Linked DNA regions of Mus musculus: all the other regions are linked to region 4. The links are chromatin contacts, called in public Hi-C and promoter capture Hi-C maps. All regions are on one chromosome and are shown on one strand. Each heading gives the region's core, a stretch centred on a gene start, on an enhancer-like site or on the middle of the called end of the contact. The rest is flanking DNA. Distances are from core to core; before and after follow the strand shown. Region 1 overlaps Ranbp3l (RAN binding protein 3-like). Region 2 holds the start of Nipbl (NIPBL cohesin loading factor). Region 3 holds the start of Ranbp3l (RAN binding protein 3-like). Region 4 holds the start of Slc1a3 (solute carrier family 1 (glial high affinity glutamate transporter), member 3).

Region 1 (6,456 bases), core at 3,942-6,441, 280 kb after region 4:
ACTTAGACAAATTAAAAGGTCATCACGCAATTAGGATAACTTTCCCAGTCCTCAGACTTGATTTATTCTGAGACTCCAACGAGCACGAGATCTTACCACAAAGGGCTGTTTTCAACCTCCCTGGGAAAACCTTCAGGCCACATACACTTTAAGAATGAAATCTGTTCTTGTACTTTCTAGACAGTGATGAACAAAGTATTTGGAGTTAAGTGTACAAAAGGCGACCTGCACAGAACAATCTAGACTTTAGCTTCTACAGCAAGCATAACTTTATCCATACTCTCTCCCAGCTCCTGGGGGTCTGGAGGGTAGGTGAGCCTTTACATCAAGGAGCTGACTATGCCTGGCCCTGGGCTTTCTGTGTGTCCCAGAGAGGAAAGGGTTCTAGCCTGTGAGATTTGTGAGGCTGGATTGCAGGTTAGTCTCCTTTTGTTGCTTGCCTTTTTTCAAAGACCTGACCACAGCAGAACACGTTGTTACCCCTGTGGAAATCGGGAAACAAGGACTCTATTCCCCTTGCATACTCAGACTCAATGGATATGGATAGGTTTTAGAAATTGGAGAAAGTCACACTCATATTTTCATCCCGACTGTGCTTTGTGAGTCCATGAAGGAATTTAAAAACTGTATCTCTCTGCTGAAATGGAAGAATCTGATACTTGGATATATAATAACCTAGCGGTAGTCCTTTAGAATAGCGACTTAATTGTTATGAAGAAGATTATTTTGTATCAAAATTACTTGCTGAATTTTAACAGTCAACACTGATGGGTAATTATTTTGAGACCGACTTTAAGAATAAGGCACTTTGAACCCACGTGCCTAGCCAGGACATGTCTTCAATGTCCTATGAAGCCTAGACTCTATTTCCACTCCTCTCCTCTCTCAGCAAAGTAAGGATTCATTTCCAGCATATGGAAGCTTTTTCGCACTGTGAGCTATTCTGAGGGGAAAATGTGTGACTTACAAATGCTGTCAAATGAAATATGTATTGCCAAATGGTACTGGTTGACCATGCGCATCCCAGGTCACGTTCTACATCGTTATCAGCCTTCAGACCCAAACAAGGGAAGGGTGTAGAGAAACAGAGCTGATCACTCTGGAATCATCCCCCCAGAAGCTCACATATGCTCCAATAAACATATTTAAGACTACAGGTAACCTTCTCACAGAGACACACACATATGCTCCGATAAACATCGCTAAGATTACAGGTACCCTTCTCACAGACTCACACAATGGTTTTTATTGATAATAAAATACCACCTCCAAACTATGGAGGGATGGGTATACTCTTGTCAATGGTAATACATTCTTTTGTTACTGTTTTGCCAGTGGCTGAGCACATTGACATGAGACTTTGTGTCGTTAGGATCACCATGTCCTTTGCCTGCAGACACCCTGGAACAAACCTCCTTAGAGTCAGAATATGAACGCATAACTAAAAACAAAAGACTCCTTCTATATAACTTGAAAGGCAAAAATCAATGTGTTAGAACAGGCATGCAGCATCAGATTGCATCACCACCAGGCCTGGCCAGGTCCAAGGGAGCAGGAAAGAGTGGCCACTCAGCCATACCCCGCTGCAGGAACAACTGTTGTAGAGCTTCTTGTGAAAGCCCAGACGGAGGCTGGATGAACACGAAAGCTAGGAGGTTTGGAATCAGCTATGAGAACTTGGAACCCCAGGTACTCTCTGTATGACATTGGCACATGATATGATTTTTAAAGTCCTAAACCCTTTGTTGATAAAGGGTATAATAATCCACTCCTGAAGAGTATGTCATTGTAGTAAAAATGAAACATTTCTTATAAGCCAGGCACTGTGCTCAGTGGTAACCATAGCAACCTTCCTTAATCATGACTACTCAGTGAGGCATTAGGATCCTGTTTCACAGATGAGGAAGTCTGCTCAGAGGAGCTAATGACCTTCCCGAAATCACACAGCAAATTGAGGAAGGCAAACTTGGTCTCTAACTTCTCAAAGCTCAGCCTTCTAAAAGCAGTATATTCTGGCTCCTAGGAATCATTTATTCATTTGCCAAATAGAAATATATTTAAATATGTTTCTCAATAGCTAAAGTACGATGCAAACGTGTAAGTCTTTGTATTACGCCAGGGCATAAGAGCAGAGCTCAGCAAGGTCTAATGTTCACAGAGTTTGTTGGGGTCATATCCAGTTAAACATTCCACAAGGCAAATGGGCGAAGACAAGTCAGGATTTGCGTAAGCATTTCATATATCAGTTACTGCCTTGAAAGGGAGGGGAGAAAGGAAATTATCCAAACAGCGGTCTCTTGACATTGAAGCACGCAGTGCAGCATGTTGTGATAGCCATGAAAAATAAAATATTGAAAATAATCTTTTTTTAAAAAATTATTAGGGAATGAACTTAAAGAAATGAGTATCATTTTGCATTCTCATTGGGTCATTGCTGGTCATTTTGCTTTTTTATTGAAAATATATATTTTTAAATTTTATTTTATTTTTAATTTATTTTTTACACTCATTCCATTACTGCCCCTCCCCATCCACCCTCCGACTGCTCCACATCCCACACCTTCTCCCCACCACACCCCATCTCCACATGGATGCCCCCACCCCCCACCCCACCTGACCTCTAAACTCCCTTGGGCCTGCAGTCTCTTGAGAGTTAGGGGCATCATCTCTGAATGAACACAGTCCTCTACTGTATGTGTGTTGGGGGGCCTCATATCAGCTGCTGTCTGTTTGGTGACCCAGTGTTTGAAAGATCTCAGGGGTCCAGATTAATTGAGACTGCTGTTCCTCCTGTAGGATCGCCCTTCTCCTCAGCCTCTTTCAGCCTGCCCTAATTCAACAACAGGGGTCAGCTGCTTCTGTCCATTAATTGGGTGGAAAACAGATATTTTAAAAATTCAATACATTCTGATGATGGTTTTCCCTCTCTCCATTCCTCCCAGCTCTTCCCTGCCCACACAAATATTTCTTTCATCTTTCATTAGGCTACAAACAGGCATCTAAAAATATAGTAACTATAAAATCAAATTAGATAAAAGAAAACCAAACAAATCAGAATAGGAGAGAACAAACAGAAGGAAAAAAAAAAACAAAGAAAGAAAGGAAAAGCTCAAGAAACACATACAGATCAGAGATGCACATTGACACACATAGAATCCCATAAAAAACACAGAACTAGAAAACCATAATATAGGAGCTGGGGATGGCTCAGGGTTTAAGAGCATCGGCTGCTCTTCCAGAGGTCCTGAGTTCAATTCCCAACAATGACATGGTGGCTCACAACATCTATAAATGGGATCTGACGCCATCCTCTGGCATGCAGGTCTACATGCAGGTAGAGCACTCATACTTAAAATAAGTCTAAAAAACATAATATATATACATATATATATTTATAATGTCTATACATAATGTGCATACACATACATAAGGGAAAAATACAAAGAACCGACTAGGCATTATAAGACAAACAAACCTTCAAAGCCACTAAGTTCCTTTTGTGCTGGCCAGTTACCTCTGGGCATGTTGTCTCACCTTAAGAGTGGTTTGTATATTTAGTTTGTACATCCATTGGAGAGAACTAAGTTTTCATTTGCAAACAGCTATCGGTTGGACATAGAGTCTGGGTTAGGGATGTGGGCTTGCGTCCCCTGATAGCAGGCCCAGACCTCTGCAGACTCCACCCACACTGCTACTGTCTCTGTGAGTTCCTATGTACACAGATTCTGCTGGGTTTTAGAAGGCCTTGTGTCCTTAGGATCCTCCATACACTCCGAGTCTTAAAATCTTTTCCACCTCCTTTTCCTCATGGTTCCCTGGACCTTGAGAGGAGAGATTTGAGGGAGACATTTCATTTAGGACCAAGTATTCCAAGGGTTACTCTTCTGCACTGTCCCTTTGTAGCTGTGGCTCTCTGTATTTGTTCCCATTGACACAGCACAGGGGTTTTTCTCAAGATGGCTGACCTAGGGACACATCAGAATGACTTAGTAGTCAAAAAAAAAAAAAAAAAAAAAAAAAAAAGGAAAAATAAGATTAAAAAGGGAAGCAGTGTTCTTCACTTGCTTCTCTCTTACATGTTTTTCTCATAAATGAATTCAAATCAAGAATTGCTAGGTTTCTGACAGTTGGCAGCTGACAACTCAGTTTCTAATGGAAACAGAAAGAGGTATTTAAACTTGCAGAATTATACAGACAGGAGAAAGGGTTTTTCTTCCTTTTTTATTTAGCAAACTTCTGTATGTCTTACAATCAGCTGATATTTACAATACACAAATTGCTTATGTAATTTCAGCAGGGGTGAGCAGCCTTAAGCCACTGGGGGGCGGTACTCACTTAGCCAGTGCTTTGTGGGTCTGCCTGGTTCACTCTGGGGTCCTGCCATTCTTCCTTCGAGCCAAAGCAAAGCATCTCATAAAATAGAACTGAGAGTTCATCGTCATAGCGAATCGTAATGAGATGAGACTCTGTGGTCCCACCAACCTCATCTATAGAGGCATGTCCTCAAATGTCATCACAGACAATTTACTGCTTACTTCATCCTGTGTGCCTTTCACAGCGTCCCCCACACATGGCTAGAGACATCATCATACAGTGACGCATGCTTGTGATTCGTGACTCATGTGTGAGTTGGCACCAATTCCACCTTCTGGGACCATGTTTTGTCTGTCTCAGAACATCTTCAGAAGATTTTAATAAAGTCCTGGATTTTATTTATTTTCTCCTTTCTAAAAAGAACAAACAAAACAAAACAACAAGAAACCTTTGCAGGGTTCCATGCAGTAACTCAAGTCGTCTCATATGACTTGTCTACTCTTCCGAAAGATGTGATTGTTTTCACATTTGACACTTCAAATGTTTCATATCCCTTTTGAAGAATCTTAGAACAGTCACAGATGCTTTTGGTGAAATGTGTGCTTCCAGGCTAATTTTGCAGAAACATTATTAATTAGTGTTTCATAATTTCATGGAATGGCATCATATTTTTAAAACAGCAAACTTCTGCAACTCAGAGGAAATCATGCGAATCTGAATGACTGGTTTCAATATCAATAGTGACATTTCAATATCCTTAATGTAGATATTACTTTCAAATTGATTGGAGTGGCCTGAATATTTACACTGGATCATAATCAGTGTAAATCCACAGTGTGTGGTTTGAATGACGTCATTTCCTTCCTCACTAATAGCCAGCCTTCTCAGCACGTTCCACAGAGTTACTCACTGACTCCAGGAGTCTCTACTGATGCCTTTGTATATCTGACCTTGGTTGAAAGAAATCTGGTGCTCTTCAAGACGTCTTCCTGAACGACTTAACTCACCAAGAAAGGGTGTAACGTACAGATTTTAACTCACAGTCTGCATCTCCAGCAGACTCAGGCCGATGCTGCTGTTTTATCTCAGTCATATCTTTTTACATGTGTGCACGTGTAGTTGTGGTTCTGTAGAGTGTGTGTGTGTGTGTGCACATGACCCTCAAGTGCTCGTCCTTGTCTTCCACCGGGTCTTTTGTTCTTCATTGAGACTTACACCAGGTTAGCTGGCTGCAAACTTCCAAGAGTTATCTTGTCTCTGACTCCGATCTTGTTATGGGAGTGAGGGTTTACAACTGACTTAGAGTCCTCAGGATCCAAACTCAAACCTGTGACAAGCAACCTACTCATTAAGCCATCTCACCAATCCAAGGCTCACAATTCCAGGAGCAAGCGTTTCTAAGACAGCTTCTGGCTACAGCTTGAATACAGAACTATATTGATGTTAAACTGTTTCAAAAGAAGGGGGAGGAGAGGCAGAAGAAAATCAGAGTAAGAGTAGGAAAGTGAGTGAAAAGAAAATGCTATTGAGGGGGCCAGATGGCTGAGCAGGTAAGAGCACTGACTTCTCTTCGGAAGGTCCTGAGTTCAAATCCCAGCAACCACATGGTGGCTCATAACCACTCATAATGAGATCTGACGCCCTCTTCTGGTGTGCCAGAAGACAGCTACAGTGTACTTAGGTATAATAATAAGTAAATCTTTGGGCAGGAGCAAGCAGGGCCGACTGGAGCGAGCAGAGGTCCTAAGAATTCAATTTCCAACAACCACATGAAGGCTCACATAAATAAATAAATAAATAAATAAATAAATCTTTAAAAAACAAACTAAGATTTTTAAAAAATTGCTATTGAGGGGCCGTGAGTGACCTTCTTCCACCAAAGCTACCACAAAGTAGCACAGCCACTGACTGCTGAAAGCATAAGGACCCAGAGGAGGGAAAGGAGTCCAAGTTTTAATGAGTGTCTTCTATACAACCTGTAACCTCATGCACCGTTCTATGCTCAGAGAGAGAGAGAGAGAGAGAGGTGTAACATGGCAGGAAAAGCATGTGCATAAGAACTAAATAGTGTATCTCAGCGGGATGGAAAAAGAAGTTATTTTGACTCAACTGGTTCCTGGGGAGTAACTAGAGTTAGTGTGG
Region 2 (6,285 bases), core at 3,533-6,032, 270 kb before region 4:
GAACATACTGAACACAACTCCTGTCAAATAATAGGCAATCAAAATCTTAAATGGGGAAAATCTTAGTTGGCAATACTCTTATTTTTAAATAACCTTTCTTATTATTAAATACCACTTTGGCCCTAAAAATGATAATTCATTAAAATCAACTCTAGATTTCTACAAAAACAAAATTGCATACATTACAAATATCTAAAAATCACTTTTATTAACTTACTTGGGAAAAATATTCTAACCATACAAAATACCCTTTAAAATTAGAATGATGGCCTTAATTGGACAGAAATGGGTTTTTTTTTTTAAGTTGCTGTAAAAAAATCAAATAGAAACACTAAGACTCCACTAAAGTTATTTTTAAAAACAAAAAGTAAACAACTCAGAAAATATTACATATCATTTACAACAAATATAGTCACTTATAATTCTTAATAGGTACACAGGAAAATAAAATCAGTAGTTTGAACACACACCAATGCATATCAAACTACAAAGCTCTCACCAGAAAAATATAACATTGTGTGTGGGGGGGTGGTGGCAGATATCATCTCTTTTAAGAGTTAAAAAAAAAAAGTAAGGTATAGTATTACCACTAGGTACATGGTTTGAAGAGCAAAGGGCAGACATTTCTTAGAGAAACATAATCTGATACAAAGAAAAGTACTATCAAGAAATCCCTTTAACTCACTCACTATATATATATATATATATATATATATATATATATATATATATACACACACACATACATACACACACACACACACACATACATATATCACTTGATCTCTGAGTGTGAAGTTTTCTATTTAAAAAAAATCATCCTAGTTATTTCTCTCATATAAACATAATACTATTTATAAATGGATTCAGGCAGATTGAAAATTCTAAAACCATAAAATGTTATTATAAAAGACAATTATTGAAAATAATAAATTTTAAAATGATCTCTAAAGTTTTGAAGAGCGTAAATTTACCATCAAAGCAAAGAGTATGATTAGAACATTAAAATAAGCATCTTCAAGGTTAAAAATATATTTGAAGGATTCTATAAAAGTACCTAGTCAGTACCTTGATAAACAGAATTAAACTACTTTTCTCTCAAAGGAATTTACCCTAGATCTCCCAGTGAGTCAATATAAAAGTGAAATATTAATTTAAAATTGTACTAATACTCTCAAATGATGCTTTTCTTAATAAGCAATAGAGTTAAATTAAGACTAAAACACAAAGTTAGTTGCTAATTTTGTTATGTCTTATCCTGAGAAAGTAAAAATAGAATAGGCCATGTCAAAATCTAATACAGACATGCAGATGTTTTTATGATAGTCTGATGATAGATTAGTATAGACAATTAAATAAGAAATTAATAGGAAGGCTTTAAAGTGCATTTTTCAGTTCAGGAGTCTGGTTGAAATAAAGAAACTTTCACTCATCAACTGGCATAGTTCTGCTCATATTTTAAATTTTTAATAAGAATCACTACGCAAAACCCAAGTTATTTACTACCATAGTAAAAATCTTCACTTTTCATCTCTAATGAAAAACCTGAATCTTTTTTTCAAATACACCACTCCTTTTCTTCCTAATGTAGGCAGCAGTAAAATAATTTCTAGCACAGGTTCAAACTACATTCAAATATCTTTAGTAAACAGATGGGTGAATGGCTTTAGAAAGTATCCCACTACACTTCTTAAAAATGCTGAAGTTATTCTGTATTTTAACTTTGATTTACTAGAGTCTCATTATTTACATTAAGATTATTTTTCTTTCCAAGTTATACAAGTTATTGGTAACTCCACACTCAAGAAAAACACTAAGCCATAGAGTTGAAGTCAGACACACTAGGGACACATTAGCCATATTAAGAATATTTCTCCAAAATTTCCAATACTAACTAGAATTACTAAATTACTGGAATGTTCAGTGGCTGTACCTTTTCCTGGATTAAAGTGAGGTCTGCAGCACAAGATTTTCACTGGTGAGTATCTCAACCAATAGAGGTGACATGCAATAGACTACCCATAATCCTTCATGAAACATAAATTGTTCTCTCAACTAAATTGCCCAGAAAGTTCAAGGACTGAGTTTTCTCTTTTAAAAACAAGCTATTTAAATTAAACTGAGCCAAACAGAAACATTTTCAAGTTACTTTAAAGAACTGTTTACACTATCTTATGAAAAGCATCACTAACTGAACATTATTTACAAATTACAAAATATGTAGAACTCAGATAATAAAGAGAGGAAAGGGCTAACTGTAACCTAATTCCAAAGACTTAAAAAAATGCGTTGATCACATATACTAATATCTACTAGGCTGATTCACAGGTTTGCATAAGACTCCTTGTAACTTATAAAAGTTGCTTCTGTTTATGAAAACTAAGCAAGAACTCTTTTCCCATTATCTTTCATGGAAATAAATTCATCTCTTGACATACAGTTCAGATAAAAGTTGAAACGATAATCACAGAGCCTTTAAAACATTTTTTTAATGACACCTTTACCCAACCTTTTACACGCCCCCCCTCCCCCAAACTGCTTTCTCAAGACGGGAAGTCTTCCTCACTTCAGCATTCCCTCCTGGCATACTCCCCCCCCCACACACACACACCGCCTTCACCCCCGTAGGCCTGAGGCCCCGTAGCAAACAGAGTCTAACAGGAGCAGGCAGCACAAAGACAGGAATGGGAGATTAGTGGGAGGGAGGGAGGCCGGGATTGGGGCTCAGCAGGACCTTCAGGCTTTTTAAAATTCAAACTGCTCCCCGACCAATACAAATCACGGACACGCTACTGACTACTACACGGATTTATAGCATTAAAAACATGCCTAGTACGTGACAGCTATATTAACTTCACTCTTTTTAACATTTATCCATACGTTTTCAGGAAAGGTGGAGCAATTTTTTGTAAGCAGCATGCTAAACTCAAAAATAACCCGCAAAAAAGTTATTCTACAGTGACAAAAACTTAAGACCCAGAATATTTAAAGGGCTATTTTAACCACTACCATTACGAGGGGCCGCCTTGAGTAGTGTTGCTACCTTTTAACAAATGAGTTCTCCCTCAGCGAATATGAAACAAAGTATCAAACGGGACATTTCTTTTTCTGTGCAATTTTTAAAGTCTGAGGACTTTTAAAAAGGTATTTCCGTCTTACACCAACTTCCATTGCCAAAGCCGCGAGAAACAAGCTCCCAACATCTAACTTACTCGTGAACTAGAACTTGGTAAGATACAGAACTGGTATTTTTCTCCAGCATCTACAGATACATTTGACCTATTAAAATGACACCTCGCTCATTACACAGTCAAACATCATGGTACAAACAGCCAATGACAATCCTGGGACTCACTAAGATCTGCCCTGACAAGAAAGGATGGCACCTTCTATGTGTGTATATGTATGTGTGTTTTAAACCTCCCAAAGATTCTAAGTGCAACTTAACTTCTATCCTTTGAAAGAAAATAGGTTTCATCCTTATCTCCATGTACGCTCAAAAACACTTAGAATTCTTTGTATTCTTGCACCCGTTTAGGCTAAAAAGTATCCAGAGAGTTTTATGTAGTCATTTAAAATTATCCTTACATAACAGATACAAATACAAAGTGTCGGAGTAAACCTGTCAAGTTCTTTCTACTTGGTCTTTGAATAAAAAGTCCATGTGCAACACACTCTGTCAAACAACATAAAAGCTCCTGGGCGGGGATGTGCAGTGTGCACAACGCTAGGGTTTTCTAGATTAAATATACATGTGGACGGTTTGATCCTTTTACAAAGGAAACCAGTCTTTATTAACTTTCCAAAACGTCCAAACAAGTTTGGCAGAGAATTACCACTGTAGCCGTGTCTGAGTATTTACATTTGTTTCACTAACTGAAACTACTTCCTCCCTTCATGGGGTCACAGGGGGAAGAAGGGGGGTTGTTTGTTTCACTGGGACGTTCCCCACTCCCGGACCGGGAAAGTTGTAAATATGGGGGACGATCGGGGCACATTTGCTGATAGTTGTATTGTTTCCGCCTCCTCACTAGCTACGGCTCCTCTCCCGGGCGAGGCCTGTCACCGACCAGCAGTCGCTCCGCTCAGCCCGGAGCTCTCCTAATCCCCGAGCTCAAGTAGATTCCGCTGGCCCGCGGCCTGCACTCTCCGCCGGGCCTACGCCTCCCCGGCCGCCCGGCAGGGAGCCCGGTTCCCCGTCACCGAAGCCGGCCGGGAGAGGCTACGAACCCCGCCGCCACCGCCGCCGCCGCCGCCACCCAGGGTGGCTGCCGCCGGAGAGGAGCGAGCGAGCGAACTCACTCTCTCGACTCGCCCCGTGGAAGAGACCCGGGGCCGCTGAGGAAACGGCGGGGAGGGGAGCGAGGAGGAGAAACGCTGAGGGACCTGGCGCCGGCGCCACCGCCGCCACCGCCGCCGCCGAAATAAAAGAGCAGGAATTTACCTGGGCGAATCGGCGTCTGAATCCGAAGCGGAGGCCGAGGCCGCGGTGGCAAGAGAGAGAGAGCGAGAGAGCGAGACTATAATCCGGGCCGGGAGGGGGGGTGGCTACGGCTCCTCTTCCGTCTCCTCAGTGCGGGGAACATGTAGAGCCGGGGGGAGAGCAGCCGAGAAGACAAATCGCGGCTTCTTCTTCGTCCTCCTCCTCCTTCTCCCACATAGAAACACTCACACAAACACCCGGCCGGGGGCCCCGAGCTACCGGGGGGGCATCGCCGCGGGCCCGGGAACCAATCCTCCTGGCGGCGGGGGCGTCCCTCCCTGGCGGCTTTGCTGGTGTCGGGTGAGTCGGTACCGACGGAGGGAGGGAGGGACGGGAGGGCGGGCGGGGGGGAAGGAGCCCAGTGTGTGTGTGTGTGTGTGTGTATGTGTGTGTGTGTGTGTGTATGTGTGTGTGTATGTGTGTGTGTGTCTCTCTCTCTCGTTCCGTCTCTCCCTCTCAGAACAAAATGCCGACCGGAAGTGCAGCTGCAGGAATGACTCCCTCCGCCGGCGCCAAACACTAACAACCACCCCCTCTTCCCTACTCCACTTCCGCCGCCGCCACCGCCGCCGCCGCCACTCGGGCTCGCAGCTCTGCCTCAGCGCGCCGGCTCCCGCGGGCTCCGGAGGCGCGGCGGCGGCGGCGACAGCGGCGGAGGCAGCGGGAGCAGCAGCGGCGGTTCTGCTCCGTGCCCTTGTCCTGTGCAACGGACGGCCGTGGATGCTGCCCGTGGGGTCGCTTCTGCAAGACGGCGTCTACGCCGTTGCTCGGGTGACCGGCTTGATTTTTTTTTTTTTTTTTTCCTTTTGGTCCCCCTCGAGGCGACAGCAGCCGGGCGCTGGTCCGCTGTGGTGGCGTGAGGCCGGGATCTCCCTCTTCTCAGGCGCTCCGGGCCTCATAGCCCCCCACCCTCAATCCCGGAGAAGGCGGCCAGCCGAGGCCGCGCTGCTCTCCCTGACTGGCCGGCCCCGGGCCCCGGGGGGAAGCCGAGCTCCCGCTGCCGGCGGGTTGGATGCCGACCTTTCAAACGCTGTTCCCGCAGCCGTGATGGATGGATCGTCCCGGGAGCGGCCGGATCCTATGTCTGTCTGGGTTATTTTCTGCGAAGAACACAGTCCTCGGAGGTGAAGACTCCCAGCCTGGCTGAGTTGGAATCGTGATCGTGGTGGTGGTGGTGCATTAATTTCTGGAAATACGAGAGGGCTGCTGGACTTGCCTCTTTTTTTTTTTTTTTTTTTTTTTTTTTTCCTTTTTGGCGGTGGTTTTGATTGCCTCCCTGGTAGTCGGGATAAGGCCTGTAGGCGACGCTGTGCAAGCAAGGAGCCGGTCGCTCTGGCGCTGCGATCTAGGTGTGGGTGGAGCCCAGGCCATCCTGACGCCGGGCACCGGAGCCCCGGCACCGGCGCACTTCAAAACATCGTTTTCCTCTGTATGTTGAAAACTCAGAGGCTCTGGACAAGGCTGGAGTACAAAATGTGAATACGAATACAGTACCGTACCCGATGGTAGTGTCTTACTGTAAAACCGGAGGGCATTTCATCGCCACACAGTTTTCTGTTTGCTTGCTTGTTTGTTTGTTTGTTTTTGTATAAATTGTAAGGGGGCTAATTCTTCAGGTAAAAAGTGCCAGTAGGTAAGCACATTTTACTCAGGAGGAACCATATTATATTTTTTTAAATAAAATAAGTTGTCAGCGTTAATCGTTTGCTTGTCTATGCACTGATGTATAGGACAGCTCGCCTACAGGTTATTCTTTTGCTTTAGAAGTCACTGGGGGTGAGGTGTTAAAGATTTTGTCATTT
Region 3 (7,225 bases), core at 4,030-6,529, 260 kb after region 4:
GGAGGGGGTCTGACCTGTTGACTCTGGTGCTCCTTCCATGGAGCTGCAAACCCTCTCAGCTCCTTCAGTTCTTTCTCCAACTCCTCCATCAGCCCCCCCCCCCCCCCAGCTCAGTCCAATGGTTGGCTGTGAGCTTCCTCCTCTGTATTTGTCAGGCTCTGGCAGAACCTCTCAGGAAACAGCCACATCAGGCTTCCATCAGCAAGTACTTCCCAGCATCCACAATAACGTCTGGGTTTGGTGACGGTATATGGGATGGATTCCCAGATAGCGCAGTCTCTGGATGGCCTTTCCTTTAGTTGCTGCTCCACACTTTGTCTCCATATCTCCTCCTGTAAGTATTTTGTTTACCCTTCTAAAAAGCACTGAAGCATACATCCACATTTGGCCTTCCTTCTTCTTAGACTTCATACATCAGTGGGAGGAGAGACCCTTGGGTTTGAGGGCATTCAATGCCCCAGTGTAGGAGATGCCAGGGCAGGAGGATGGGAGTGGGTGGGTGGGTGGGAGCACCCTCATAGTGGCAGGGGGTGGAGGGATGGGATAGGGGTTTCTGAAAGGGAGACCTGGAAAGGGGAAAACATTTGAAATGTAAATAAAGAAAATATCCAATTAAAAAACAATTGGGGAAAAAAGACTTCAATAAAGATAAACGAATGTGCAGCTTTGGGACATTAAATCCCACTACACAGCAATCTGATTTCACCCTGAGGAGGAGGACCTGGGAGCTTTCCCACCTCTGCAGATACAGACTACAAGCATCTGCTAAGCTTGCAGACATTCCACTTGCAATCCTGTGGCTCTCAGGTCCCTTGGGGCTGAGGTGATTCAGTGCACTAACCTTGGGTTCTGCTGACCTCCAGAGGGAGCCCTGCAGCAGCCAGAACTAGTGCTCGCCAGCCAAAGAACAGACATTGTTACTCTGAACTACCATGGCCTTGACCTTAGAGTGAGATGAGGTTTTTGATACCCAAGACTGAAATGCTCAATGGATTGGAGATTTCTGAATAGTGAGTACCTGTCTTAGTCAGGGTTTCTATTCCTGCACAAAACATCATGACCAAGAAGCAAGTTGGTGAGGAAAGGGTTTATTCAGCTTACATTTCCACATTGCTGTTCATCACCAAGGAAGTCAGGACTGGAACTCAAGCAGGGCAGGAAGCAGGAGCTGATGCAGAAGCCATGGAGGGATGGTCTTACTGGCTTGCTTTTTCTGTCTTGCTCAGCTTGCTCTCTTATAGAACCCAGGACTACCAGCCCAAGGATGGCACCACCTACAATGAGCCCTCCCACTTTGATCACTAATTGAGAAAATGCCTTACAGCTGGATGTCATGGAGGTATTTCCTCAACTGAAGCTCCTTTTTCTGTAATAACTCCAGCCTGTGTCAAGCTGACACACAAAACCAGCCAGTACAATACCTTTTATGAGTAGGCAGTGTCTCTGGATAATAGGTATTCAAGCAAACCGGTGTCTAGGAAAGCCATGTTTCCACAGAGGATACCAGTGGGAATTCAGGCAGTTGCATTACTTAGGAAGCTCTATGAGATTAAAAACTTAGAGTAACTTGCAATAATATGACTCTAGCTAGACATGTCCCTCTTTGATGGCTGATTTATTATACATTGTAAGATCCTGAAACTCAGGATCTTATTATCATCTTATTATAATCCATAATATTGCTGGTCAATATATTAAGGGTGAATGATCTGGGAGTAGGAACTACAACTGGCTTACATAAAGGAACAAGGATTCTGTTATTTGAAATTAACAGGAAGCCTAAAGTCTCAGAGGTAATTAATTATACCTGAACTATAATAGCCTTTTAAACATTCCATAGTTTTGAGGTAATATTGAGACCAGACTAGGTTCTCCAGTTTTAATCTGTTATGGATCTTTTTTTTTCCTGTCCTTTGAGGATGAAGATAAATGTCATGTTATTGCTTGAAGTCCGTGTAACATATTTCAACAAAGACTGTAAGAGCTGGAGGTGAATTGAGACTAGGAAGGAGTGTCTTCTGGGCAGAACAGGTGCACGTATGAACTCACAGCAGAGTAGCCTCAAGCCAGACTACACGGATAGGAGAAGGTGGGCATGAAGACTCACTCCTAGCAAATGTACTACTGACTGCTGATGGCTGCCAGGAGAGGAATAATCAACGCTTATCAAGAGTGTTGCCATCGTTCAGTTGGCCATGCTGCATCAGAAATCTACTTCCAACAGTATATACGGTAGTTTAATATGATTTGATGGGGTAAAAGGAGGGACACCAAGTTAGGTAGGTAGGGAAGAAGTGGACCTGAAAGAAGGGGGAGGGAGATGGATATAGTCAAAATTTGTATGAAGCTGGGCGGTGGTGGCACACGCCTTTAATCCCAGCAGAGGCAGAGGGGCAGAGGGGCAGAGAGGGGCAGAGAGAGAGAGAGGCAGAGAGAGAGAGAGGCAGAGAGAGAGAGAGGCAGAGAGAGGCAGAGGCAGGAGGCAGAGGCAGAGGCAGAGGCAGGAGGCAGAGACAAGCGTATTTCTGAGTTCCGGGCCAGCCTGATCCACAAAGTGAGTTCCAGGACAGCCAAGGTTATACAGAGAAACCCTGTCTAAAAAACAAAACAAAACAAAACAAAAACAAAAAACTTATATGAAATTCTCAAAACTAAACTCAAACTAAAAATATCATTACCCATAGACTTGATATTGCAAATATATTTGAGAAAAGGAGAGCTGTGAATTAAGCAAGTAACTTTCTTGAGGACTAATGTAATGCATTTCTGCTTTGTAAATAGGGTTCAACTGAGAAGAGAGAATTCTCTAGTGAATGCAATACCATTAGATTGTTAAACTGAATTTGTCAACTCTAATCATGAGACACCAACGCTCCAAGTATCTCCCCTAAGAGTAGCGGCTGACAAGCCTCTTACCTGTAACAATGTATCTTTCCACTCTACTCTTTGGAGAGCACAAAGATGCAGGTTTCCAGAAAAGAAGAAAAGGGTAGGATAGAGAAGGAAGAACCCAAATAAGAAAGCCTGTGGGGGTGGGAGACAGCTAAGCAGGTAAACTGCTTGCTGGACAAATATTTTATCTTGAGTTTGGATCCCCACCTGGTCCTGCCCAAACAGGTATAATGTCAGTCCTGGAGGCAGACATAGACGGAGCTCTGCAGCTTGATGGCCAGCTAGTCTGCCCAATGCAGTGAGCTTAAGATTCAGCAAGAGATCCTGTCTCAAAATATGGGGTGGGTGTTGGTGAGAAAAGATACTTGAAGTCAAACTCTGGCCTCCACACATGCATGCATGGACATGTGCACCCACATACCAGACACACACATGCACACACACATATGCGTGCACACACACACACACTCATGCATGTGTATTAGTTAGGGTTCTCTAGAGTCACAGAACTTATGGATAAAGGAATTTATTGATGACTTAGAATCTGCAGTCCAATTCCCAACAACGGTTCAGTAGTAGCTATGAATGGAAGTCCAAGGATCTAGCAGTTACTCAGTCTCACACGGCAAGCACGCAAGGGAGCAAGAGTGAGACTCCCTTCTTCCAATGTCCTTATATTGTCTCAAGCAGAAGGTGTAGCCCAGATTAAAGGTGTGTTCCACCACACCTTTAATCCCAGATGACCATGAACTCGGAGATTTAATCTTACCAAGATCCAGATCAGAAACTTCTATCTCCAAGCCTCCAGATAAGGGTCACTGGTGAGCCTTCCAATTCTGGATTGTAGTTCATTCCAAATATAGTCAGGTTGACAACCAGGAATAGCCACTACAACATGCATGGGCAATTTTGCCATTCCAATGTCTTGCTTTTGCTCATAAGCAAAATGTACAGCAAAGCATGGCTGGTATGAAGTCACTTGGTGGCTGTTTCTAAAAGGTGAGGAAGAGCAGTGCCTGTGGAGGAAATGCCTGTTCTGCATCCTCGGTATGCTTTATTCTGTCCTGTCACAAGGAAGACTCGGCCAGGCTGGATTCACTCCACTGGAGCCTACAACGCTTAACCCTAAAAAAGCAGTTATAAGTGTAACTCAAAGCTCAGGGCATTAACTCAGGTGCATCCCTGCTGCAAATTATACAGCCACTGCCGAGGACTCCATAGTGTAACCCCAAGCAGAACCCTAAGGGTCCCCAAGCATCAGCCCTAGTCTCTAACATGGTAGCACTTGTGACAGACCTACAGAAAAGCTGGAGTCCATCAATGAAGGCAAACACCAGCTTTGTGTACAAAGGCTTTGCTCCTTTGTCTGGAACAGAGAATTAAGAAACACATGTGCGTGGGTGTGCATGTGTGTGCGTTTGTGCACACACATTTGGGTTTGGATACATGTGTGACTGTGTGCATTGTCTCAGGTGTGAGTGTATGCCTGGGTATGCACACACAAACATATGGGTGTGAGAGTGTAGATTTCATACTTAACTTTATATCTCAGATTGTGCCCAGGAATCCACTTCTTCAAGTCTACATCTTTATGCCAGCTTTATCAAATAAAACCCAAAATATAATACAAAAAATTCATTTGAATTAGTCACAAGAATTACAAAGGTGAAGTGATATATGCATTTCATGTGTTTTCAGAAATGAAAATATGCTTGGGAAATTGTCAATTGCCTTAGGATGAAAGAAGAAAACAAGAAGAGACACATCTCCCTGCCTTCTAGATATCATAAGGAGGCAACCTTATTAGGGTGTTTTATATCAGTTTCCAAATTCAAGCAGAGCGTCTCGCTCAGAGTCACGCTGCAAGGCAGGACCTATGATATTCATTATGACTTCACTGAGTCTAAGGAGTTTAGGGTTTGCTTTCCAACAGTGATGGACCGGCAAGCACAAGAAACCTCACAAGCTGCCTTGTCTTACAACCCAGAGGCAGCAGTGGTCGAGACTGTGCTGGGAAGCAAAGCTAATGTTTCCGGGTAGTGTTTTGTGCTCCTCTCCTGGAGCCTCGGAGCTGTTTACAGAGTCCGAGAGTCCCAGCAGTACATTTCCATGCGCTCCTGACCAGATCCAGCTGGATCTTTTCCATTTCGCTTGTGCCTGAGAATAACTGCACTGCCCAAGCCCTGCTTTGGGCTTGGGCTTTAATGACAACGCAGCAGAAGCAAGGTGGTTAATTGCTGTGCTGTCCGGACATCTTTACCATCCCTGCTTTGGTCACTCCGTTAAAACAATAAGAATGCTATTTCTTGCCTGCCTCTCTATGCTAATCAGCTAGCCCAGTCTCCTCCCCTCCAGCCTCCCTTAAGAACTGTACACATCCAACTGTCACAGGGGCGAACTCCAACCAGGCAGATTTAATCCTGCAGCGCTTTCCCCCTTTGCTTGTTTCTCTAGCAGTCCTCTCTACACTAGAGGGACTGGACTTTACAGCAGAGAAGGAACTGAAAACGGCTAAAATTGAACGAGAGAGCTAGTTTCACCGAGAGACGTCGTTTCTTTTTGAACATTCTAAAAGGGGAAAGGTCCAGGGCGCTTTAAAATAAACTAAGAGTTAAGTCGTGTTTCCAGCCAAATAAGCTGGCATCTTTGTAGGCAGGAGGTGCGATACTGGTAAATATTTACTGCAGAATTCTTGACCAGTAGAAACCCTGGCATGCTTTTCGAGGAGTAAATGTTTTACATGCGAGGCGAGATCTGCGCGTGCCTCTGTGTTCTTTCCAAGTAACTTCTGAAGACAGTTTTTGATGTCTGGCTAAGACAAACTGCGCTAGTGGTCCCCGAGTCACAGCCAGATCGTTGGTACCATGTCTACAACACAAAGGAAAGACGACAGCCACCTGTTCACCAGTTCGTGCACGCGTCAGCTGCAGGTGCAGGAGGATCGGCAACAGCAAGGTGGGTCTAGAGAGCAAAGTCCTGCGCTCTGTGACTTTCTGACCTTTTGTATGTCTGGGGAAGGGTGGGCTGGTGAAGAGCTTGCACCCTCTGAGAGGAAGAATAATAGGCTGGACAGTAGGTTCCCGTGGCCTCGCTGTTGATTTAAAGGATTATCATTTCTTGAAAGACTTTTGAGAATACATATTCCTTGGAAACAGGTACTCAAACTAGACACTGCCAGTTGTGTAGAGTGTGCTAGGGTGTGTATAATTGAAAACACCCATGGGGCAAGGCTGACTGGGCTATTGAGGAAATTTAGCCAAGAGCAGCTTTGTTAGCCTGGCGCTAACCTCATGTCCTACTACTAGTAGGGGCTTTGCTTACATCTAACTTTGTGAAGACCTCTGACTCATTCAGTTGTGGAAAATGCATATTTTGGCACTCATTTTAGAGTCCAAAGAGATCTGGAACAGACAGTGTGGCATTTGACTTGATGGACACCTAAACGCCACACCTCACCAGGCTTTCCATGAATAATCTTTAAAAGCATTTCAGATTGACTACTCAGCCAGACGATTGATACAAATAGACCAACTACTACTCTATCCCCTTGATAAGGACAACAGAAGACACTAGTGGGAAAGGCTGTGAGCTGATGACACCAGCATCACCCTGCCCCTCCCCCAGGCTAAGAACTTTCCAAACGCATCTAACTCCTTGCAGCCTGTCATGGATCTAGGATATACAGTGCATAAGAGCCTCATTTATTTCTGTGTATACTTGGCTTTGGATTTCACTCTCCTGGTGGGTAGCTGCTAATGGATGGAAACCTCCCACATTCAAGGTAGCGTAGGGGTGCTAACATTTGGTGAATGTCTCAAGCCACCTCCCTGCAAGATTCCGGAGCTGAGCTGAGTGACCTCATGCCACACGGGGCTTAGCAGAGCAGGGACAGGAGATGATTCCTGTGTAAGGAGTACAGTATAAGCCTTTCAGAGCACGCTGGTTAAAAGAGGGAGTTTTGAGCCAATAGCCTTAGACGTGGCACTGTCCACGTGGCTCACGTGTTACTAGGAAATCTTCGGTTTTGTCTAGGTGTTTCTTTGCTGCTCTCTTTTACTTAAAATGTGCAAGGCCTCAGCTTCTCTCATTCAGATGTGATATTTATAATAGAAAATTTGGTGAGAGGAGCCTGGAGAAGTGAGTAAAAAGAAGTCCTGTAAGTGACATCCTAAAGACGCCTGCTGTGAATATTTTAACAGGCAGCCTAGTCTCTTCTTCAATGTATGTGCTTGGACTGTTATTTTGCTTGCTTTTAAAAACAAAAAGACTCCACTTATTTGGCACTTAGTACTCTGTAAACTGCCCTTTAAATGCCAGTACATGATGGACAAAT
Region 4 (6,606 bases), core at 330-2,829:
TGCGGTTAAAGATATATAACTATGTCAAAAAAAAAAGAGCTAACTGAGATACTGACATGTAGCCATTGGCATATGTAGTGTGAGTCTTTGGTTTCATTTATTGACTTCACAAAGAAAGAAACATGAGCCAATTAACTTGTAAATACGGCCATAAAAAGAACACAAGTGCCCAGGTGACAGTAGAAATGCAATTGAGGCTTTTACAGGGAAACCTTTCCTGTGAAGTTAGCATATTGCCCTGGGCACATCTATAAATGATCTAAAATCACAATCCATTTTCATATCATTAGAAGGTAGGAGCATGAAGCACCATCTGTGTTCAGGGCAAACCCGCAAGCCATGCGAGGAGGAGACCTTCACTGCTGTCTCCGTATTTTGAAATTTAGGATTTTGGGGATAGAGGAGGAGAGAAGCCAGCTTTCATTCCAAACATTACAGCGTGTGGTTTCTGGTTTCTTTAAAGTGCTCTTAGGTTATTTAAATACAAACGCCTAACCATTTTCCTTGCTGGCAATCAAGGGCTTCCTCCTGCCGCTGTACATGAATCCTAAGCCCTAGACTTTGGCGATGATCAGCAGCGCCTGTGGACGTGTGTATCTGGCAGAGTCGGAGCCAGCGTGTGCATCTGTGGGGGAGGTAGCTGCAACTCGCAGGCTTTCGGTAAATCCAAGGTTGGAAAAAAAAAGACTTAAGAGTTTTGACTTTTAAATAAAATTGTAGGTTGAGATCATTGATAGTAAGACCTGCAGTGTATTTAATACTTTACACTAGATTAAAAGTTTAAAGAGGGGGGATAAAGAGAGGAGAGTCCAGATTTTTTTTAAACTAATAATTCTGATGTCCTTAACCCGCCAGTTCCCCTTAAAGTACACCCGTTCAATCTTGATTTTTATTCTAGATCTCGAACGTCCGTCTACTCCCCCACCCCCAACCTCGATCGACTGAATTTCAAACCCAGAGAGGACTGGGCTTGCATAGTTAGCACACGCCGGCTGCTCTCGGTCCGAACAGGACCTTACCTACCAATATGGCTAGCTTTACTCCGGCGCTCAGCAAACAGAAAAGTGGGACGCAAAACTGAGCCCCGCGGGCTACAGAAGGCTGCGCTTACCTTTTCTGACTCTGGGATGGGAGGAAGACACCCCGGGCTACGTGGAGGTGAATTCCCCAGCAGGTAGCTCGGAGTAACAGCTTAGCGAGCGGCGGAGCAGGCTGGCCCTGACAACATGCATGTGCTCTGAAACCGCCACTTACTATCAGGCAACTTAAGAAAAGAGGAGGAGCCTGTACTGGGGAAAGGGGGAGTGGGAAAATGAAAACAGCAGGAGGAGGGGGGAGCCCGAGCTCCCCGGAATATTGATTAATCTTGGCACCACAGAAGCACGCTTTATGGCTTTGTTTTGCTCCGTAGACCACGTTCACGCCTTGTTAGTTCACTTATATTAGAAACGCAAAATCAGGACCTGAGAGAATCGAAAACTAAAGCGCTCACACACATGGACGCTGGAAGTCCGGATTAGAACGTCTGGGAGACTTCTCCAAGGCCACGTTTAATTACCTCATTTCAGGTTGCCTCCCCTTCAGGGGACGTCAGAGGGTGTTCTTTTGCCTGCTCACACAACTGTTGTAGCACCCCACCCCTTTAGCATTGGGGACATAACTGAAATTTCTTGGAAGGATCCTGAATACAATTAAGTATAGAGAGGAGAATGCTTACTGCCGCCCTCTCAACTTGTATAAAGTTACTCAAAACACAAGGTGAGACATGCCCCTGTTTTACAGTTTAAAACTCCAATATAAGGAATCTGATTGGGCTCTGGCTGCCTGCTCTGCGGACAGAAAAAGGTAAGAAACACAAAAAAATCAGGATCGCTGCCAAACTAGAAAGTAAACTCTGTTTTAAGACCAAGAGTGCAGATGCACACTCATGACTTCCAAAGGTAAGCTATTCAATTGCTTCCGTTTAAAGAATGCTGAGTGCCCCCATCCCCGTTTTCAGGAGTTAGAAAGTTCTCTTGGTTTTTGTTTTCTTGTTCTTTCTCTCTCTCCTTTTCTGTTCTCTTCCTCCATCTCTCTCTCTCTCTCTCTCTCTCTCTCTCTCTCTCTCTCTCTCTCTCTCTCTTTCTCTCTCTTCCTTCCTGTGTGTGTGTGTGTGTGTGTGTGTGTGTGTGTGTGGTGTATAGTTGGCTGGTTAGTTGGGTTTTGGGTTTTCAAGACAGGATTTCTCTGTGTAGCTCTGGCTGTCCTGGAACCAACTCTGCAGACCGAATTGGCCTTGAACTCAAAGATCCACCTGCCTGTCCCTGCCTTGCAAGTGCTAGGACTAAAGGTGTGTGCCACCATACCTAGCTTTTTGCCATTTTTCTTAAAAGGAAAACGGACTGCACAAATATACAACCTGCAAGTTAAAAAAGGAGTTGTTGAGAGTGACTTACCCCTCTCTCCTCAGTTTTAAGAACTTGTTGAGGTGAAGGAAAACGGCTCACTAGAAACATGAAAACACACCCAAGATCACAGCCCACATTCTATTTGCTGGTTCCCTAAGATCCCCACGCAAAGTCTGCTCAGTTTTCGTGTCTGTCATCCAAACACCAAAATATGTCATTTTGTTCCTCATTAGCAAATCCAGGGAGCTATGTTTTAAAAAAAAAAAAAAAAGTTCCCTGCCAGACTTAATTGTTCATGTATGTGCTTTGGAACAGCTGCTAGTTGGAAAGTAATGGTTGGTTGTAAGAGTGCCTGACCTGTCAAATTAGCAGCAATTGTAACAACTTCCTACCATAACACTACTTTAACAATTTAATGAGAATCTTCGGTCTCTTGTCAGCCTCAGCCCTCCGTGATCTTTTCTTTCCTCTTGTCCCTCAGATCCCTTAGCATCTGCATTCGATTGCTTAACACTTAATTATGTGCTGCCTTGGCCCTGTGCCCTTGATTCCCAGATCAGGTCAAGTCGGGGCTTCTCAACTCAATGATAAGTTCTTTGAGGGCAAGAGTCTGTCTTGGGCCTGATAAACAGCGAGCATTAAGCAACTCTGAAGACCGGCAGATATAATCTAAGAGATCAGATCAGATCCCTTGTTTACCACTTCCTGTGATAAACCGAAGCTCCTTGTTCCCTGTTGCTACCTCAGATGTGCATAGACCCTCATCTCAACCTGAGCCATGCCTTTGTCACGACTATGATTTGGTTTTTTTTTCCCCCTGTATATGATTTGCACTTTAAGGGTACTGGAAAGAGAAACAGGACACTTTTAAGTGGAGTCTCAGTGACACTCAAATCAATAACATTTCTGCTTTACCTTGCTCACTTTCCAAACCCAGCAAAAAAGAAGGAGGGGAAGGGGGGCCGACAAACCATTCTGGTTAGCACAGAGGAGAGCCTGTCTGGGTTTTCTCCCTTCCTCCACCCCTTCCCCTTTGGAAATCCCTACACTCTGGCTATTACCATTTTACTATTTCAATTTGTGCAAAAAACATAGGAGTCTGGTGTTCATAGAGAAAGGAAGTAATTCTCCCTTGGAAATTGTGTTGGTTGCAATAAAACCTAATGGGGGGACTGAGATGCAAAGAGTCTCAGTTCAGAGCTCATACGAAGTGCAAGGTTTGAGTCTGGGCCCAGTATTGGGAATTACTTCTTCTGCATGTACTTAAGAAAACAAAACAAAACTATAGCAGTAATGCCCTGGGGGGCAACCTGATTTGTTCTGGGTACTTCCCCCACTGCCCCCTGTACTTTAGAAGCAGGAACTTGGACTTGAAGCAGGACCGTTGAACTTGGAAATGATTTCTCTGCCTCTCCCTCTTCAAAGAAGCACCAAATAAATGAAAGACCAAAACCATTATGAACCGAAAGTTGTATTACATGTCAAGTACTCAGATTCTGGGCACGGAGTTCTGGAAGCTTTTGCACTGGAGTTGCAGATGAAAGCAAAGTAAACCCCACAAACACACACACGCACACACACACACACACACACATACACACACACACACACACATACACACACACACACACACACACACACAAACACACACACATACACACACACATACACACACACACATACACACAAACACACGCGCACACACACACATACATACACACACACACACACACACACACACACACACACACTCGTGGCAAACGCTGTTCCCTTTTGAGAAGAGCAGCCAACTTTTTTCTTTTGAGCATGTGAAGGCAACCTGTGGTTTAGGTAAATTCTTTCTCCTGGGAAAAACAGGACAGTAAAGCAGCAAAGCAATCCACCTATAAATGAGTCCCACCCGCACCCCGTTACCTGTCTGTCGGGCAGCAGGAGTGACCATGACCATAAGTACTAAGACGTCTACACAACTGTCAGACTGGAGAGCCCACAGTCTAACTCTAGGGAAATGGGAAGGACCTGACTTACTCTCAGTGTGTAAATGTAGACCAGACAGAGAGAGCAGGGGAAGATGCACGGATGAGCGTAGATGGTCTTTTAGTTTGCTGTATACATACATACATACATGCATACATACATACATACATACATACATACCCCAGAAATATCTGTAGTGAACCCCCAGGGTTGTTGTGTTTTTAACTGACTGGATTTGATTTTTAAATCCTACGAGGACTTAAAAGTGCAACTGTGTTAACTGTGGAGGTTAATAGGTTTATAGTGTTTGTTGGTTTATGTGTTCAGTCAACCAACACGAAGCAATCACTGTGATTCAAGCATTGGTTTCTTTCATAACCACACATCCATAAACATTATGCAGCAGACCAGAGAGTGTTATGGGGATTCTGTAGGGAGCCCTATTAGCCAGTTTGCTAATGAGATTGAGAGCAAGATGAGGAACTGAGCTATGTGGATTCCTGCTCGATGTGCAGTCATGGGGCCCCATGGCAAATTTAACATGTGACATTGTGGGTAGGATGGAGATTCCTTCTGGGGAAGAGGCAAGAGTGTCCCAAAGCATCATACTGGATATGTAGTGAGTTCCAGGCTGGCCTAGGCCATAGAATAAGACCCAGTGTCAACTTCATTCTCTCAAAAGAACTTGAACTATGCTTTTAAGTAGTAGGAGCCATGAGAAATTAGCACAGGTGTAATTTTGATTTTAGATAGTGTTATGGTTTGTATATGCTCAGCCCAAGGAGTGTCACTATTAGAAGGTGTGGCCCTTTTAGAGTAGTTGTGTCACTGTGGGTATGGGTTATATGACCCTCATTCTAGCTGCCTGTGAGTCAGTATTCTGCTAGCAGCCTTCAGATGAAGCTGTAGACCTCTCAGGTCTGCCTGCACCATGCCTGCCTGGATGCTGCCATGTTCCCACCTTGATGGCAATGGACAGAACCTCTGAACCTGAAAGCCAGTCCCATTTAAATGTTGTCCTTATAAGAGTTGCCTTGGTCATGGTGTCTGTTCACAGAAGGAAAACCCTAACTAAGACACATAGGATCTAAAGCAACTCTTAATGAGCAACTCTTGAGTTAGAAAGCTGAAAAAACTAACACCACCAAAAGAGGGTTCATGTTCATGAAAGCTGGCATTCTGCTGAGGAATGTGGGACGCTCACAACACCATGGCTTTGAAGGCATCAGTAATGAGGAGTTACAGCCCCTTCCTAGGAATGCTTTCTCTTCAGGCCAATGGCCTGCCTGTCTCACTCTTTTCTATTACAGCACGTGTCTCTGGCAGAGTCTAAAGGTTTGACCTCTTATGGGCTTTCAGAAGAGGTCAGAGCAAAGGTAGGGATCCAGAGAACCCTTACATAAGGGAGAAAATGAAAAAGAGGAGAAATCCCTAAAACAGATATTCAAGCAGAAAGAAGTTACAAATTACAATTTTTTTAAATTACAAAGTAGCTAAGAATTGGACTTAATCAGGACTTTAAGAAAGCTCCGATATGAAAGCTAGAAGGGGTCTGCCTGTAGTGCAGATTCCATCATTGCTATTAATATTACTTGTATTAGAAGGTACATTTTCAGGCTGGAGACATGGCTCAGCGGGTATGAGCACCGACTGCTCTTCCAGAGGTCCTGAGTTCAATTCCCAGCAACCACATGGTGGCTCACAACCATCTGTAATGGGATCCGATGTCCTCTTCTGGTGTGTCTGAAGACAGCAACAATGTGCTTGTATAAATAAAAATCTTTTAAAAGGAAGAAAAGAAAAATGAAAGTGCATTTTCCTCAGTTGCATAAACAAGCCATATTTCTATAGCACTGGAGTCTTGGTTTATAGGGAAAGAGCATGAAACAGCAAATGCCAACCGTAGTAGTAATTTTTTTTTTCCCCTGAGACAGGGTTTCTCTGTATAGCTCTGGCTGTCCTGGAACTTACTCTATAGACCAGGTTGGCCTCGAGCTGGGTAATAATTTTTAAAATAGGGTTTCCTAGCTATGTTAGTCTTTTTTTTTTACTTTTGTTTTGTGTGCTTGTGGGGACTGTGGAGGCCAGAGGGCATCAGACCCCCTGGACTTGGAGTTACAGGCAGTTGGGAAGCACCTGATGTGGGTGCTATGAACCCAACTCTGATCCTCAGAAGGAACAACAAATGCACTTAACATCATCTGTGTTGCTTTGCATGAAAATGGCCCCATAGGTTCAGAGA

The links. Promoter capture Hi-C pulls out the DNA fragments that hold promoters and counts their contacts. Hi-C and Micro-C count contacts between places; a contact is called where the count stands out from the background.
Region 1: a contact with region 4 is called in a promoter capture Hi-C map of the 3T3-L1 cell line, with 2.7 times the contacts expected there. The contact joins the enhancer-like site here to the promoter of Slc1a3 in region 4. A contact is called at or near these places in 11 of 39 promoter capture datasets (the 3T3-L1 cell line, 3T3-L1-derived adipocytes, the HPC-7 cell line and 7 more), 1 of 484 Hi-C or Micro-C datasets (cortical neurons), 1 of 115 datasets of contacts at active chromatin or transcription factors (embryonic stem cells) and 2 of 9 other capture datasets (liver and pancreatic islet).
Region 2: a Hi-C map of cortical neurons shows a contact between it and region 4, with 2.9 times the contacts expected there. The contact joins the promoter of Nipbl here to the promoter of Slc1a3 in region 4. A contact is called at or near these places in 1 of 15 datasets of contacts at CTCF or cohesin (the NIH/3T3 cell line), 11 of 484 Hi-C or Micro-C datasets (brain, cerebral cortex, cortical neurons and 4 more), 6 of 115 datasets of contacts at active chromatin or transcription factors (the SCID.adh cell line, astrocytes, embryonic stem cells and 3 more) and 1 of 9 other capture datasets (embryonic stem cells).
Region 3: a promoter capture Hi-C map of 3T3-L1-derived adipocytes shows a contact between it and region 4, with 3 times the contacts expected there. The contact joins the promoter of Ranbp3l here to the promoter of Slc1a3 in region 4. A contact is called at or near these places in 19 of 39 promoter capture datasets (the 3T3-L1 cell line, 3T3-L1-derived adipocytes, the C10 cell line and 12 more), 1 of 15 datasets of contacts at CTCF or cohesin (the NIH/3T3 cell line) and 1 of 9 other capture datasets (adipose tissue).

Annotation. Positions count from the first base shown.
Region 1 is chr15:8,990,485-8,996,940 of GRCm38.p6, forward strand. The region is part of intron 1 of Ranbp3l (RAN binding protein 3-like); the gene reads left to right. Among named protein-coding and RNA genes, the nearest start is that of Ranbp3l, 26 kb to the left of the region's middle. Within about 2 kb of position 5,192, at least 36 of the 459 cell types and tissues checked have an H3K27ac peak or open chromatin away from gene starts, as enhancers often do. A contact at or near this core is called in cortical neurons, where this site is marked.
Region 2 is chr15:8,439,681-8,445,965 of GRCm38.p6, forward strand. It overlaps Nipbl (NIPBL cohesin loading factor), which reads right to left and starts at 4,783. Exons shown (of 47, transcript NM_027707.3): 1 at 4,445-4,783. LOC102634078 reads left to right here. Exons shown (of 3, transcript XM_017316813.1): 2 at 4,035-4,284; 3 at 4,383-6,183. The coding sequence ends at 5,611.
Region 3 is chr15:8,962,670-8,969,894 of GRCm38.p6, forward strand. It overlaps Ranbp3l (RAN binding protein 3-like), which reads left to right and starts at 5,280. Exons shown (of 14, transcript NM_198024.2): 1 at 5,280-5,847. The coding sequence starts at 5,757.
Region 4 is chr15:8,709,228-8,715,833 of GRCm38.p6, forward strand. Slc1a3 (solute carrier family 1 (glial high affinity glutamate transporter), member 3) reads right to left here and starts at 1,580. Exons shown (of 10, transcript NM_148938.3): 1 at 1,112-1,580. It overlaps Gm31340 (a long non-coding RNA gene), which reads left to right and starts at 1,799. Exons shown (of 5, transcript XR_383822.2): 1 at 1,799-1,845.